Regions from separate parts of the Nomascus leucogenys genome. Here region 2 is linked to region 1. A link is a contact called in public Hi-C data. All regions are on one chromosome and are shown on one strand. Each heading gives the region's core, a stretch centred on a gene start, on an enhancer-like site or on the middle of the called end of the contact. The rest is flanking DNA. Distances are from core to core; before and after follow the strand shown. Region 1 holds the start of NUGGC (nuclear GTPase SLIP-GC). Region 2 overlaps PNOC (prepronociceptin).

Region 1 (6,627 bases), core at 1,329-3,828:
GAATTAAATGTGATAATGAATGCAAAATTGCTCTACAGGTACTTATGCATCTGTACAAATGTTATTTTTCGAATATTTTGTGAAGGTAATTAAACTAGAAATCAGTACTAGTGTCATCCAGACCACGTCTGTTAGTCTTTGGGGAACAGATGCCACCTTAGCTGAGATGCTGACTCCCGTTCTTGTCCCCATTGATCAAACATATTGAGGATGCTGTACTATCTTCCTTAAAGAATCTTTGATCAGTTGGGTGCAGTGGATCACACCTGTATTCCCAATATTTTGGGAGGCTGAGCCAGGCAGATCATGAGATCAGGAGTTCGAGACCATCCTGGCTAACACGGTGAAACTCTGTCTCTACTAAAAATACAAACAATTAGCCAGGCGTTGTGGCACATGCCTGTAGTCCCAGCTACTCAGGAGGCTAAGGCAGAGGAATCGCTTGAACCCGGGAGGCGGAGGTTGCAGTGAGTCGAGATCATGCCACTGCACTCCAGCCTGGGTGACAGAGTGAGACTCCATCTCAAAAAAAAAAAAGAATCTTTGGTCAAGTTTTTTCTTGCTCTCACAAGAAGGCAAGCTGAAGAATGAAAGAAGGAAGAGGAGGAGACTGTTAATGAAATGATAGAATGTTGATGAAATTTAGAATTTATTTCCTTTCTCTTTGAGTTTGGGTTTAGGTTTAAGTAACTTCGGTGTTGGCAACATTTCCCAACCACCTCGTTGGCCACTGCACTGCTCTTCCAAACTAGGGATGTCCCAAGGGAGCAATTTAAACACATTAGCTCAGAAGCAAAAGTGAAACAAGGGCCTCCAAATCTCTAAAGGAAAAGAGGTATGTTTTCAGCATTAACACATCGGCTAATGTGTTCAGCATTAGAAATGTGGCCACCAGAAGCACTCATAGTAGAAGGGAGGCTTTGGGATGACATGTTTTTCTCCATCTTTCTTCCCTAGGTAAAGAGGTAAGCAAAATAAGCAGATATTTTCATAACGTACTTTAGCAAATTCTAGCAAAACGAATTTGAATCTTCTCATATTGCTCTCCCAAGCTTGTTAAAGCTAATGAGGCATAAAATGACACTTCCTCCTTATCAGGAATTCATACACCTACCAGCAATTTCTGCAACAGCTGTTTTCTTTTGGGAGGAATGATTAATGACTTGCCTAAGATCGCACTGTTCAGTAAAATTCAAACTAAAACCTGATTCTCCCCATTTCTAGCCCACTGGCCTTTTTACATAGCCTAAAATTCACTTAAACAGCCTGGGCATGGTGGCTCATGCCTGTAATCCCAGCACTTTGGGAGGCTGAGATGAGAGGGGATCCCTTGGGCCCAGGAGCTTGAGACCAGCCTTGGCAACAAAGGGAGACTCTCACCTCTACAAATTTTTTTTAATTAGCTGGGCGTGGTGGCATGCATCTGTAGTCCCAGCTATTCAGAAGGCTGAGGCAGGAGGATTACTTGAGCCCAGAAGGTCAAGATTGCAGTGAGCCATGTTCATACCCCTGCACTCCAGCCTGGGTAACAGAGTGAGGCCTCAAAAACAAACAAACCAAACCCCCAAAATTCACTTAAGCAAACAGAAAAGTAAAATTCACTTTCCCTCAAGAAATAACTTGCTTTAAGAAAATCAAATGAGAGAGAAGAGACAAATGTCCCATATACAGCAGAATTCCAAATAATTTACATAGCTACTCCATCCTCAAAGAGGGAGAATAAAACTCCCTGCTCCTTAAGTGTGTGCTGTGCATAGCAGCTTCTTTCCAAAGAGAACAGGGCAGAGATTGGAGAGGGGAAAGGATCACTTTATAGCAGAGAAACCAGACAAGCGCTGCCTCTACCAGGTGGTCAAGGTCAACACCAAGAGTCCTAAATCATGTTGACAATATTGTCCCTTGATATGATGTGATGAGAACAGCACTTTAACTCTGGGACTTCTTCCCCAAAACCCGTAACTCCAGTCTAATCGTGAGAAAAACATCAGACAAATGCCAATAGGAGAAGCCTACAAAATACCCAACCAATACTCCTCAAAACTGCCATATTCATCAAAAACAAGGAAAGTCTGAGAAACAACGTTACAGCTAAGAGGAGCCTAAGGGAACATAATTAAATGTAATGTGCTATCCTGAATAGGATTCCACAGTAGAAAGCAGACGTTAGATAAAAATCAAGAATCTGAATCAAGTACAGACTTTAGTTTAACAATAACATACCACTATCGGTTCATCAGTTGTAACAAATGTACCACACTAATATAAGATAATAGGGGAAGTTGGTTGGGAATTACATGGGAATGCTCTAAACTATCTTCTCAATATTCCTGTAAACTCAAAACTGTTCTAAAAATTAAGGTCCATTTTTTAAAAATCAACCACAAGTTACAGTATAAATTACATAAAAGAAACAACTTACCAGATGTCACTGAACAGAAAAAAAAAAAAAATTCTGCTTTGGTTACAGGAGTCCACAGAGGAGATGGTGGCAGCTTCTCCTTGGTTCAGGTATTTGGAACCAGCTGGGGTACGTAGCCCTTTGGCCCACAATCGGAAAGCCACGTTTACACAGCAGAAGTGAAACTGACTTGCCATCAGGGAGCTATTTATCACGGTCTCCTCCCACAGATACTGATTTATGCTGTCTTCTTTCACTTAAATCTAAATTCGCCAGGCGCGGTGGCTCACTCCTGTAATCCCAGCACTTTGGGAGGCCGAGGCACGCAGATCACTTGAGGTCAGGAGTACAAGAGCAGCCTGGCCAACGTGGTGAAATCCCAACTCTACTAAAAATACAAAAAAAAAAAAAAAAAATTAGCCAGGCATGGTGGCAGGACCTTGTAGTCCCAGCTACTCGGGAGGCTGAAGCAAGAGAATCACTTGAGCCTGGGAGATGGAGGCTGCAGTGAGCCAAGATCGCGCCACTGCACTCCAGCCTGGGTGACGGAGAAAGACTCCATCTCAAAAAAAAAAAAAAAAAAAAATCTAAATGGTACACGAAACAGGGATCTTGCATCCTTCTCTGCCATGTTCCTGCAAGTAGGCAGATCTGTCTTTTTTCCTTTCCAAATGCATCACTGCATCCTTCCACAGCATCTTTTCTCTGAGGGTGAACACTATTCAGATGACTGGTTCACTGGAGCAGATAGGAAAAATGCCCCAGTTCCAAGAGAAACAAAGCACTGGCTCCCTGACACCCAACTATAAGACATGATTGGGAGAGATGGAGGATATGAGATAATAAATATAGAGTTATTCTTGACCCAAAGTCTTAAAATTCACCAAAAATAACATTTGCCAAAAATAAAACATCATTGGATTGTTTGAGTGTAGAAATGAGTGATATACCGCTTTACATCTTTCTGGAACTTAAATTTTAAATCAGTATTTTTTTTGGTCTTTATTTATTTAGAGATAAGGTCTTGCTCTGTCACCCAGCCTGGAGTGCAGTGGCGTGATCATAGCTCACTGTAGCCTCGACCTCCCAGGCTCAAGCCATCCTCCCACCTCAGCCTCCTGGGTAGCTGGGACCACAGCCATGCACCATCACGCCCATCTAATTTTAAATTCATATTTTTAATAAACCCAGAAAACAAAAATTTGAAAGTGCTGTCCAGGAGAGAAGAAAAAAAACCCACTCCACTTTGCTGTGTCTGGAAACCCAAACCATCACATCACATACAGGGAAAAAGTTGTCCCTTGAACCCTCAGCTTCAGAGTGTGTGTTACTTTTTTTTTTTTTTTTTTTTTTGTGAGACAGAGTCTTGCTCTGTCATCCAGGCTAGAGTGCAGTGGCGCTATCTCAGCTCACTGCAACCTCCGCCTTCTGGGTTCAAGCGATTCTCCTGCCTCAGCCTCCTGAGTAGCTGGGACTACACAGGTGCGTCACCATGCCTGGCTATTTTTTTTTTTTTTTTATTTTAGTAGAGACAGGGTTTCACCATGTTGGCCAGGCTGGTCTCAAACTCCTGACCTCATGTGATCTGCCCACCTTGGCCTCCCAAAGTGCTGGGATTACAGGCGTGACCTACCGTGCTGGGCCAAGGGTGTATGTTACCTTTAAAGGCCAACTCAGTCATTACCAGGACAACCCTCAGTACTCTAGGTATGTATTTAGTCCAAAGAGGGTATTCAGAAGGTAAAGAGGTCAGAACAGGGAAAGAATTGAAGATTAAATGTTGAGACTGTGGTCTTAAAAACTGCTTTGAACTTTTGGCAAGATGACGTCCCTCTTCCATAAGAAAACCATAGAAACACCAGGCTAACGTTCAGAACAAAGAAAGTCAGCACAAATGCCATCCTAGGTGCTGAGTCTTATACTGATCCCTCTAGGCAAAATCACACCTTACGCTTACATTCATGTCACGCGTGCTCGGCTCCCCCTCTACTGGCTATTTCTTAGCTTCAACAATTAACCACAAATGCTACTAAATTACTTAATTACTACAATTAATTTGGAGCATTTTTAAAGCTTCCTGGGGCCAGGCCCAGTAGCTCACACCTGTAATCCCTGCATTTTGGGAGCCCGAGGTGGACAGATCACCTGAAGTCAGGAGCTTGAGACCAGCCTAGCCAACACGGTGAAACCCTGTCTCTACTAAAAATATAAAAACTAGCCGGGCATGGCAGCATGCGCCTGTAGTCCCAGCTACTCAGGAGGCTGAGGCAGGAGAGTTGCTTGAACCCGGGAGGCAGAGGTTGCAGTGAGCCAAGATCAGGCCACTGCACTCCAGCCTGGGCGACAAAGGGAGACTCCATCTCAAAAAATAAAAAAATAAAGATTCTTGAGTTCCTTTGTTTTTGTTTGTTTGTTTTAGACAGGGTCTCACTCTGTCACCCAGGCTGAAGTGTAGTGGCATTATCACGGCTCACTGCAACCTCAACCTCCTGGGCTCAAGTGATCCTCCCGCCTCAGCCTCCCAAGCAGCTGGGACTACAGGCATGTGCCACCACACTTAGCTTAAAAAAACAAAAAACAAAAAAACAACAACAAAAACAAAACAAAACTTTAGTAGAGATGAGGTCTCCTTATGTTACCCGGCTGAACTCAAACTCCTGAGCTCAAGCGATCCTCCCATCTCGGCCTCCCAAAGTGTTGGGATTACGGGTGTAAGCCACTGGGTCCAGCCTCTGGGGTTCTTTATGGTAGTCCTTGGCACCTGCTATTGGACACCTGAATGCTAGGCCTGTTAGATGTTTCTCCATTCTCTCAGGCTGAATTTCCATTGAGCTCACTGAAAACACTGAAGCAATGAGAACGTCCACAGAGCCTCATCATCACCCCCAAGCACCTATCCGGTGCTCTGCCCTCCAGCCTGTTGCTAGATGAACTATCCATGCACCCATTAAAGGCCAATCCCTTCTCTGTGCACCAGATTCCATCCCTCTCTCTAACTGAAGAACCACGTAGAGTACTTCCCCCTCTTCTCTAATTCACCAAACTTTCAGTCTCCACTGGATTATTCCCATCTGTGAACAGATTTGATGTCATTCATTCCACCTTAACAAACACTCCCTGGACCTCCATTTCCCTGCCAGGTATTAGTATATTTCTCTGCACTTCTTTATGACAAAACTCCTAGGTTGGGCATGGTGTCAGCACTTTGGGAGGCTGAGGCGGGAGGATCACTTGAACCCAGGAGTTCAAGACCAGTCTGGGCAACATAAGGAGACCCCCGTTTTTAAAAAAATAAAAATAAAAATTAGCCAGGCAGGGTGGCGCATGCCTGTAGTCCCAGGTACTTGAGGGGCTGAGATGGAAGGATCACTTGAGCCTGGGAGGTCGAGGCTGCAGTGAGCTGTGATTGCACCACTGCACTCCAGCCTGGGTGACAGAGCAAGACCTTGTCTCCAAAAAAACAAACGAAACCCCACAAATCCTCAAAAGAGTTATCTCTACTTACTGTCTCAAATTCCTTTCCTCTCAAGCTAATATAAACCTATTCCAGTCAAGCCGTCACCCTTCCCATTCCATTAAAACTGTTCTTGTCAAAGTCCACAATGATCCTGGTCAATTTTCAACCTTTATCTTTCTTGAGCCATCAGGAGCATTTGACCTGGTTGATCATTCCCTCCTGTTTGACAAACTTTCTACACTTGGCTTTCAGATAACCACTCCCCTAGTTTTCATCCCATCTCCCTGGAAGTGCTCCTCAGTCTCCTTCACTGGTTATTCCCTTGCTCCTCAACTTGTTAATAAAATACCCCAAGGCTTCATCTTCGGTCTCTTTCCTTTCCACAGCCACCCTGTTTCGTAGCTTTCAATTTCGTTCCCATGCCAATGGCTCTCAACTGATATCCAGTGTCAACCTCTTTTGTGTCTTCCTGTTCACTAGTCATCCGAAAATACAAGTTCAAACCAATCCCCGCCAGTCCCTTGAAGCACCTCTCCACCTAATTTTCTCCATTTCATCTAATGATAACTACATTTTTCCAGTCCCTTGGTCCAAAAGCTTTGGTGTCACACTTGATGTTCCTGTCTGCCGTTCATATTCCACATCTGATCTGTCAAAAAGTCTTGTTGAAATCTTCAGATTATATTCAGAATCTGAACACTTCTCACCACCTTCACTGCTGACTACCCTGACTTGAGTCACAATAATCTCTGGCCTCATTCAGTGGTTCCTG
Region 2 (6,529 bases), core at 1,046-3,545, 260 kb after region 1:
AGGGACACACTTCACCTAAGATGCACTTAGGCGGTGATAGAGGGAGTGAGAGGAGGGGCAGAACTGTAGACTGGCAGGATGGGGGCAGTGAGAGGGGAGGAAAAGATATGCCCAGGCTTTGAAATCTGAGTCAACTGGGGAGTGAGGTGCCACTCAGAGACAGGGACCGAGAGGCCAAGCAGAAGGACAAGTGTATCAGATAAGAATGAAATTCACCTGCTAGTAACAAACACCTAAAGTGACAGTGGCAGAAATCAATAGACTCAGTTCCTCACAAGGAGTGAGAAGGAGACAGCTCAGGGCTGCAGTGGCAGCTCCAGTCTCCTCTCTCTTCTCTGCCAGTCAGCAGCTTCTAGCCCATGACTCCCATCCTCTGAGTCGCTGCATGGTTTCTAGATGGCAAACACAATGTCAGCCCAAATGTCCACATTCCAAGCAGAAAGTTGGAGGAAGAGGAAAACGGGATGTTCCTCCCACTTAAGTCAGTCTCCTACTTTCTTGGAAACCCTACCTGATGCCTGATCACTTCTTTTTTTTTTTTTTTTTTTTAGGCAAAGTCTCACTCTGTCACCCAGGCTGGAGTGCAGTGACATGATAGCTCACCACAACCTCTGCCTCCCAGGTTCAAGCAACTCTTTTGCTTCAGCCTCCTCAGTAGCTGGGATTACAGGCACCCACCACCACACCTGTCTAATTTTTGTATTTTTAGCAGAGATGGGTTTTTGCCATGTTGGCCAGGCTAGTCTCAAACTCCTGGCCTCAAGTGATCCACCTGCTTTGGCCTCCCAAAGTTCTGGAATTACATTTCCTTTTTTTTTTTTTTTGAGACAGTCTCATTCTGTCGACCAGCATGGAGTGCAGTGGCACGATCTCGGTTCACTGCAAGCTCCACCTCCCGGGTTCACGCCATTCTCCTGCCTCAGCCTCCTGAGTAGCTGGGACCACAGGCGCCCGCCACCACTCCCAGCTAATTTTTTTTTTTTTTTTTTTTTTTTTTGTATTTTTAGTAGAGACGGGGTTTCACCGTGTTAGCCAGGATGGTCTCGATCTCCTGACCTCGTGATCCGCCCGCCTCAGCCTCCCAAAGTGCTGGGATTACAGGCATGCGCCACCGCGCCCAGCCTACACTTCCATTTTTGTGTCGTCAGCTACTTATGGCTCCAAGGAAGCTTGGGAAACAGATATGTTGCCTTTAGGAATAAAACAGTGTTCTGTGCATAAGGAGAAGGGGAGATGAATACGGGCCAGTTGCAGCCTCTGCCCCAGAAGGTGCCCTGGAAGCCAGGCAGGAGCTCCACGCTATAATGAGGGGCTCTGCCTACTGACACAGCAGCAAGGTCAGGTTGAAGTGGGGTTTCCAGCCGGCTAAGGCCAGAAACCTGGACTGAAATTAGGGGTGAAGCCAAAACAGCAAATAGGAAGAAAAGCTGAGGGCAGAGGCTTCCAGGAGACCCAATCAGAACCAAGAACGTGGGAGGTGGGGGGCCAAGGTCAGAACCAGCCAAGAGGGGGTGGAGAAACATCGTGGTCCAGCTGGTGGCTAGAAGTCAGGGTTGGCAGGAGAGACAGAGCAGAGTGTTCCTAGGAGCCGGGCGGGTCTGCTGGGCTCACGTCTGATGATGGCATCTCTCCCCCCACCTGGAACTGGATCACAGGTTCAGCCCCGCACGTCCAGCCTGCCTACACCCCACAGGGTCTTGACCCCCGTTTGCTATAAATGATACACAGATAGTGACGACTGCTGTACGCGGGATGAAAAATTAACAACACCTAGGTAGATCTTTACACGGTGACCTTAAAATAAACCTGCAGATTTGACTACATACTTTCACATCCCCAATTTCTTTAACCCATATGACCTTCCACAAGCCTGAGGAGAGAACAAAATAAAATTCTTTATGGGTGACGGTCATGAGCTGTGCTTGGCTCCAAAAACCCGACTAAAGATGTAACAGGGTGCGGTGTTGGGCGCATTTATCCTATGTTAACTTCCTGTGTTAACGTGCTGTGACGCCAGAGGTAAGTTACGCCCTCCTCTCTGAGCCCTGGTTTCTTTGTAAAATGATGGAGCTGGGTCAGAAGATTCTCTGTTTGTTTCTAATTCTGAAATTCTACGAACCTAAAAACCTGTGTAAAACTGCTGCACGTTACTTGATAAATTAGATGCTTCAGAAGCACTTGCACTGGTGCAGTGGGCCGGATCTCCTCCCTCGCCCTGGATTAACAGAGGTCCTTGTTCCTTCTCCCCTCCTCTCACCCGTATCTTTGCAGGTGTGCATCCTCGAGTGTGAAGAGAAGGTCTTCCCCAGCCCCCTCTGGACTCCATGCACCAAGGTCATGGCCAGGAGCTCTTGGCAGCTCAGCCCTGCCGCCCCAGAGCATGTGGCGGCTGCTCTCTACCAGCCGAGAGCTTCGGAGATGCAGCATCTGCGGCGAATGCCCCGAGTCCGGAGCCTGTTCCAGGAGCAGGAGGAGCCCGAGCCTGGCATGGAGGAGGCTGGTGAGATGGAGCAGAAGCAGCTGCAGAAGAGATTTGGGGGCTTCACCGGGGCCCGGAAGTCGGCCCGGAAGTTGGCCAATCAGAAGCGGTTCAGTGAGTTTATGAGGCAGTACTTGGTCCTGAGCATGCAGTCCAGCCAGCGCCGGCGCACCCTGCACCAGAATGGTAATGTGTAGCCGGAAGGGGCGCTCCTCCCAGCTGTACCGGCCACTGCAACCCATGAGTGAGTTGGGCACCAATAAACTGGGGGCAAGGAGAGATTTCACACACCAACTATCTTAGCCTTGCTCCCAGGCCTAGAAGCACATTCATCCCCCCGCCCACCCCCGCCCCCCCCCCACACACACCCCGCAAGGAGTCCAGCCCACCCTTTCTCTAGGCAGCAAAGATTTTCCTATTATTGCACCTTGAAGCTGACCACTTCTGGCTAGAGACTGGTTACCATGGGGATAATAGTAGTATGTTAAGATAACTAATTCCTCTGTCACTCCCCAGGAGCTTAGTTACTATGGGGACAGTTATGTGGACCAATACGCCCATCCGGTTGCCACAGTAACCAGTCAGCTCACCTTTCCTCGAGATTGTCTCTCTAAACACCAAGAGTGGGACGTACTCTTAGCCATTAGCAGAGTCCGATTACCACAGCTGTGATGGTGCTATTTCATCTTCAAACACGGCTTACCTATCCCCTCTCCTTTCCCCAGCTCTCAGGGTACCTGGCTCCATGGAAACATTAAAGTTTCCCATTTTACCTGGCCAAAGAGTTCCTGTTAAGATCAGGAGTTGTGGTTTCTGCTCTTCCTCCTTCCACAAGCCATTTGTCCATCCTGCCACCTTGCCAGAGAGGGACTGATTCCTTGTGGTCAACGGTATCATTCCTGAGCAAGACATGGAGAATTTGGTCCAATGGACCTAGTAGCTACTAGAATATGGACTAAAGGGATTCATCTTCTTTCCTCCATTTCGCTTCTTTCCAGCGTGCTGTTTTTGTTTTGGTTTTGTTTGCTTGCTTTTATATTCCTCTCTTTCTTTCTTGTTCTTTCTTCTGCTCTGTTCCTATCCCCACAGGCACTTTATACAAGTCCACATGTCTAATAATATACATCAAAGACCCTAATTGATTGCCTGTTCATTCAAAACCCAACTTTCCTTAGGATATCAACCAATACATCACTTTGAGTGGCATTGGCAACCTAGCACAGTAGAATTTTCTGAAAATTTAGGAAAGTCCCAACCATCAAGGCTATGTGCCTTAATTTGTATATGGGAAGATGATCAGCTGCAGAGTCCCATACGTCTCCTTAAATAGCTAAGAAACTTGCCGTATTCATCCATTTTGCATTGCTACGAAGGAATACCTGAGGCTGGATACCTTATAAACAAAGTTTGTTTGGCTCACGTTCTGCAGTCTATACAAGAAGCATGGCACCCGCATCTGCTTCTGGTGAGGCCCTCGGGGAGCTTTTACTCATGGCAGAAGGCAAGGGGAGCTGGCGTGCCACATGGCAAGAGGGGGCAAGAGAGGGAAAAGGGGAGGTCCCAGCCTCTTTAACAACCAGATCTCCCATGAACTCATTACCATAGGGTGGGCACCAAAGCATTCCTGAAGGATCCACCCCCATGACCCAAACACCACCCACTAGGCCCACCTCCAACATTGGGGATCACATCTCAACATGAAATTGGAAGAGGACAAACTTCTAAACTGTATCATTGTCCTAACACAAAGAACCAGTCAGATCATCAAAATCACCCCAAAACATTACCCAAGTGGGGCTTTTCCCTGAGTCTGAGCATAAGAGAAAAATGTCAGCATGTGCTATTTTATGTTGCGTCCCGTGTGTCAGAGGTAGCCATGTCACTAATAACCTTCCTTGACGATATATTAGTACATATGCTAATGTTTGGTGCCCACACTTTAGCATGGAGACGGCCCCTTTGCAGGTAGGCCAGCATGTTCACCACAGGCCTGTTACCAAATATGGACACGCGTATTAAGTTGTGAAGAGAAAGCTGATGTGTTTCTTTTAGCAGGATGACTCATCTCCAAAGGCCCCAAATTAACCTGCACTGCTTTTGAAGTCATACTCACTCTTGGATCCTTCACAAGCCTCCTATTTCTTTCTAACACATATCTGCACAGCACCTAACAGTAAATCGTTCAGAAGTAGCACGGGTTGAATTATGTCAAATCTTAAAGACATTATTCTTTAAAGTGGCTCTTCAGGGACACTGAAGCTCATGTCTAATTCTGAACGATGGCAATGTTCTTTACCTAAACACAGTTGAAAATCAGGCCCATTAACAGGAATCCATTTATTTTTTAAAAAAATGATTTGAGCCTCTATCCAGGCAATTGGTTTTTCTAATCTTCTATTATGCTTCCAACTGAGAGGCACTGAAATAAAGTTGGTAAGGAGCTTCTGTCTGTGGCAGTGCTCAAATGTCAAGTTCTGGATGGAAACTGGAAACATTCACCAGCTCATTTGGGTATTATTGATGACTCTCCTTTCTCCTTCTGCAACCATCTCTCTGTTTCTTTTCCCCCAACATGCACAGTTGGTGAGTTCCCATATGGATATTTATGAGTCTATAACAGCCGGCTTCAACCTTGTTTTCATCCACATACACACCCCAACCTGCCCTACACATGATGGAGATGTCTCCACCTTGGGGGACTCTTGTTACCAATGCTGTCCTTGACTCCTAAGATACCTAATACTAATCGACATGGAGAAGGCTGGGAGGAAGTGGGGCCACCTTACACTGGAATGGGATAAAGAACCCTACTCAGGGCCGGGCACTGTAGCTCATGCCTGTAATCCCAATGCTTTGGGAGGCCAAGGCTGGTGCATCACCTGAGGTCAGAAGTTTGAGACCAGCCTGGCCAACATGGTGAAACCCCATCTCTACTAAAAATACAAAAATTAGCCACTTAGCTGGGCGTCGTGGTGGGTGCCTGTAGTCCCAGCTACTTGGGAGGCTGAGGCAGGAGAATCGCTTGAACCCAGGAGGCAGAGGTTGCAGTGAGCCGAGATCATGTACATTGCACTCCAGCCTGGGCGACAAGAGCGAAACTCCGTCTCAAAAAAAAAAAAAAAAAAAAAAAAAAAAAAAAAAAAAAAAAAAAAAAAACACTATTCTATTCAGAAAGTGTAATAATGTCCTAGGAAGGAAAGGTGTTGGGGTGCAGGCCCACCTCTAGACAGAACTTGTCACAGCTGGTCTTGGGGGTCTGCTTTCCTTTCCCCTGACCCTATACTGCCTTCTTCTTTTCTGCTACCCTTAGGCTTTGACCCTTCTAGGCAATGGAAACTGAGCACATTCATTCATGGTAAGGTATCAGTGCCATCAGGCTCAAAGAGCACTTGCAAAGAAAATAACTGTAAAACAAGGGCACTATTTTGCTTGGGCTCCGAATACCAGCGACAACTGTTCCCTGGGAGGGGGCTTGCCACTGTGCCTATTGAGTCACAGCCCACAGACCTCCCCTTTAGTCTATTAGTCCAGCCAGTTGACCCGGGGCTGGGGGAGCAGATGTGCGGAGGAGCTGAGGACCCCTCTGGCTACCTTAGGAACGATTTCTTTGGGTTGATAGCTTTTCTTTGCCTCCCTTTCACTGCTTCTGTCTCTAGGGGAAATAGAAAAGGGTCAGAAAAACCATCAGGTTTGCCATTTTTTAATAATTTCTGTCTCCCCAGGCGTCCAGGTGATCCCCCAAACAGCATGTGTCCAGCCCCAGACCTGCCGCCTGGGAATCAGGATTCCTTCTTCCCCAAGGCACTGAGCGCCTGCAGATCCGGCAGGCTTCCTTCGCCTCCAGAACCTCCCCATCTGATTGTTCCTCCCCAGCCCCCTGGCATGTTTCACCACAACCCTGTTGCTACATCAGAGTGTATTTTTGTAATTCCTCTAGCTACCATTTCAATGGCCCCATCTCTCCTGCTCACCCGCCTCTTGCCCCTTCTAGGGGCAGGTGAAAGGAATAGGAAATTGAACCTGGGGTTTTGACTCGCCACTGCCATTACT

The links. Hi-C and Micro-C count contacts between places; a contact is called where the count stands out from the background.
Region 2: a Hi-C map of a lymphoblastoid cell line shows a contact between it and region 1, with 4 times the contacts expected there. The contact joins the enhancer-like site here to the promoter of NUGGC in region 1. A contact is called at or near these places in 2 of 4 Hi-C or Micro-C datasets (both in a lymphoblastoid cell line).

Annotation. Positions count from the first base shown.
Region 1 is chr8:32,895,907-32,902,533 of Asia_NLE_v1, forward strand. It overlaps NUGGC (nuclear GTPase SLIP-GC), which reads right to left and starts at 2,579. Exons shown (of 19, transcript XM_003272916.4): 1 at 2,420-2,579.
Region 2 is chr8:33,154,671-33,161,199 of Asia_NLE_v1, forward strand. PNOC (prepronociceptin) reads left to right here. Exons shown (of 4, transcript XM_030817023.1): 3 at 2,272-2,665; 4 at 6,202-6,529. The coding sequence ends at 6,287. Among named protein-coding and RNA genes, the nearest start is that of PNOC, 23 kb to the left of the region's middle. Within about 2 kb of position 2,296, the one cell type or tissue checked has an H3K27ac peak away from gene starts, as active enhancers do. A contact at or near this core is called in a lymphoblastoid cell line, where this site is marked.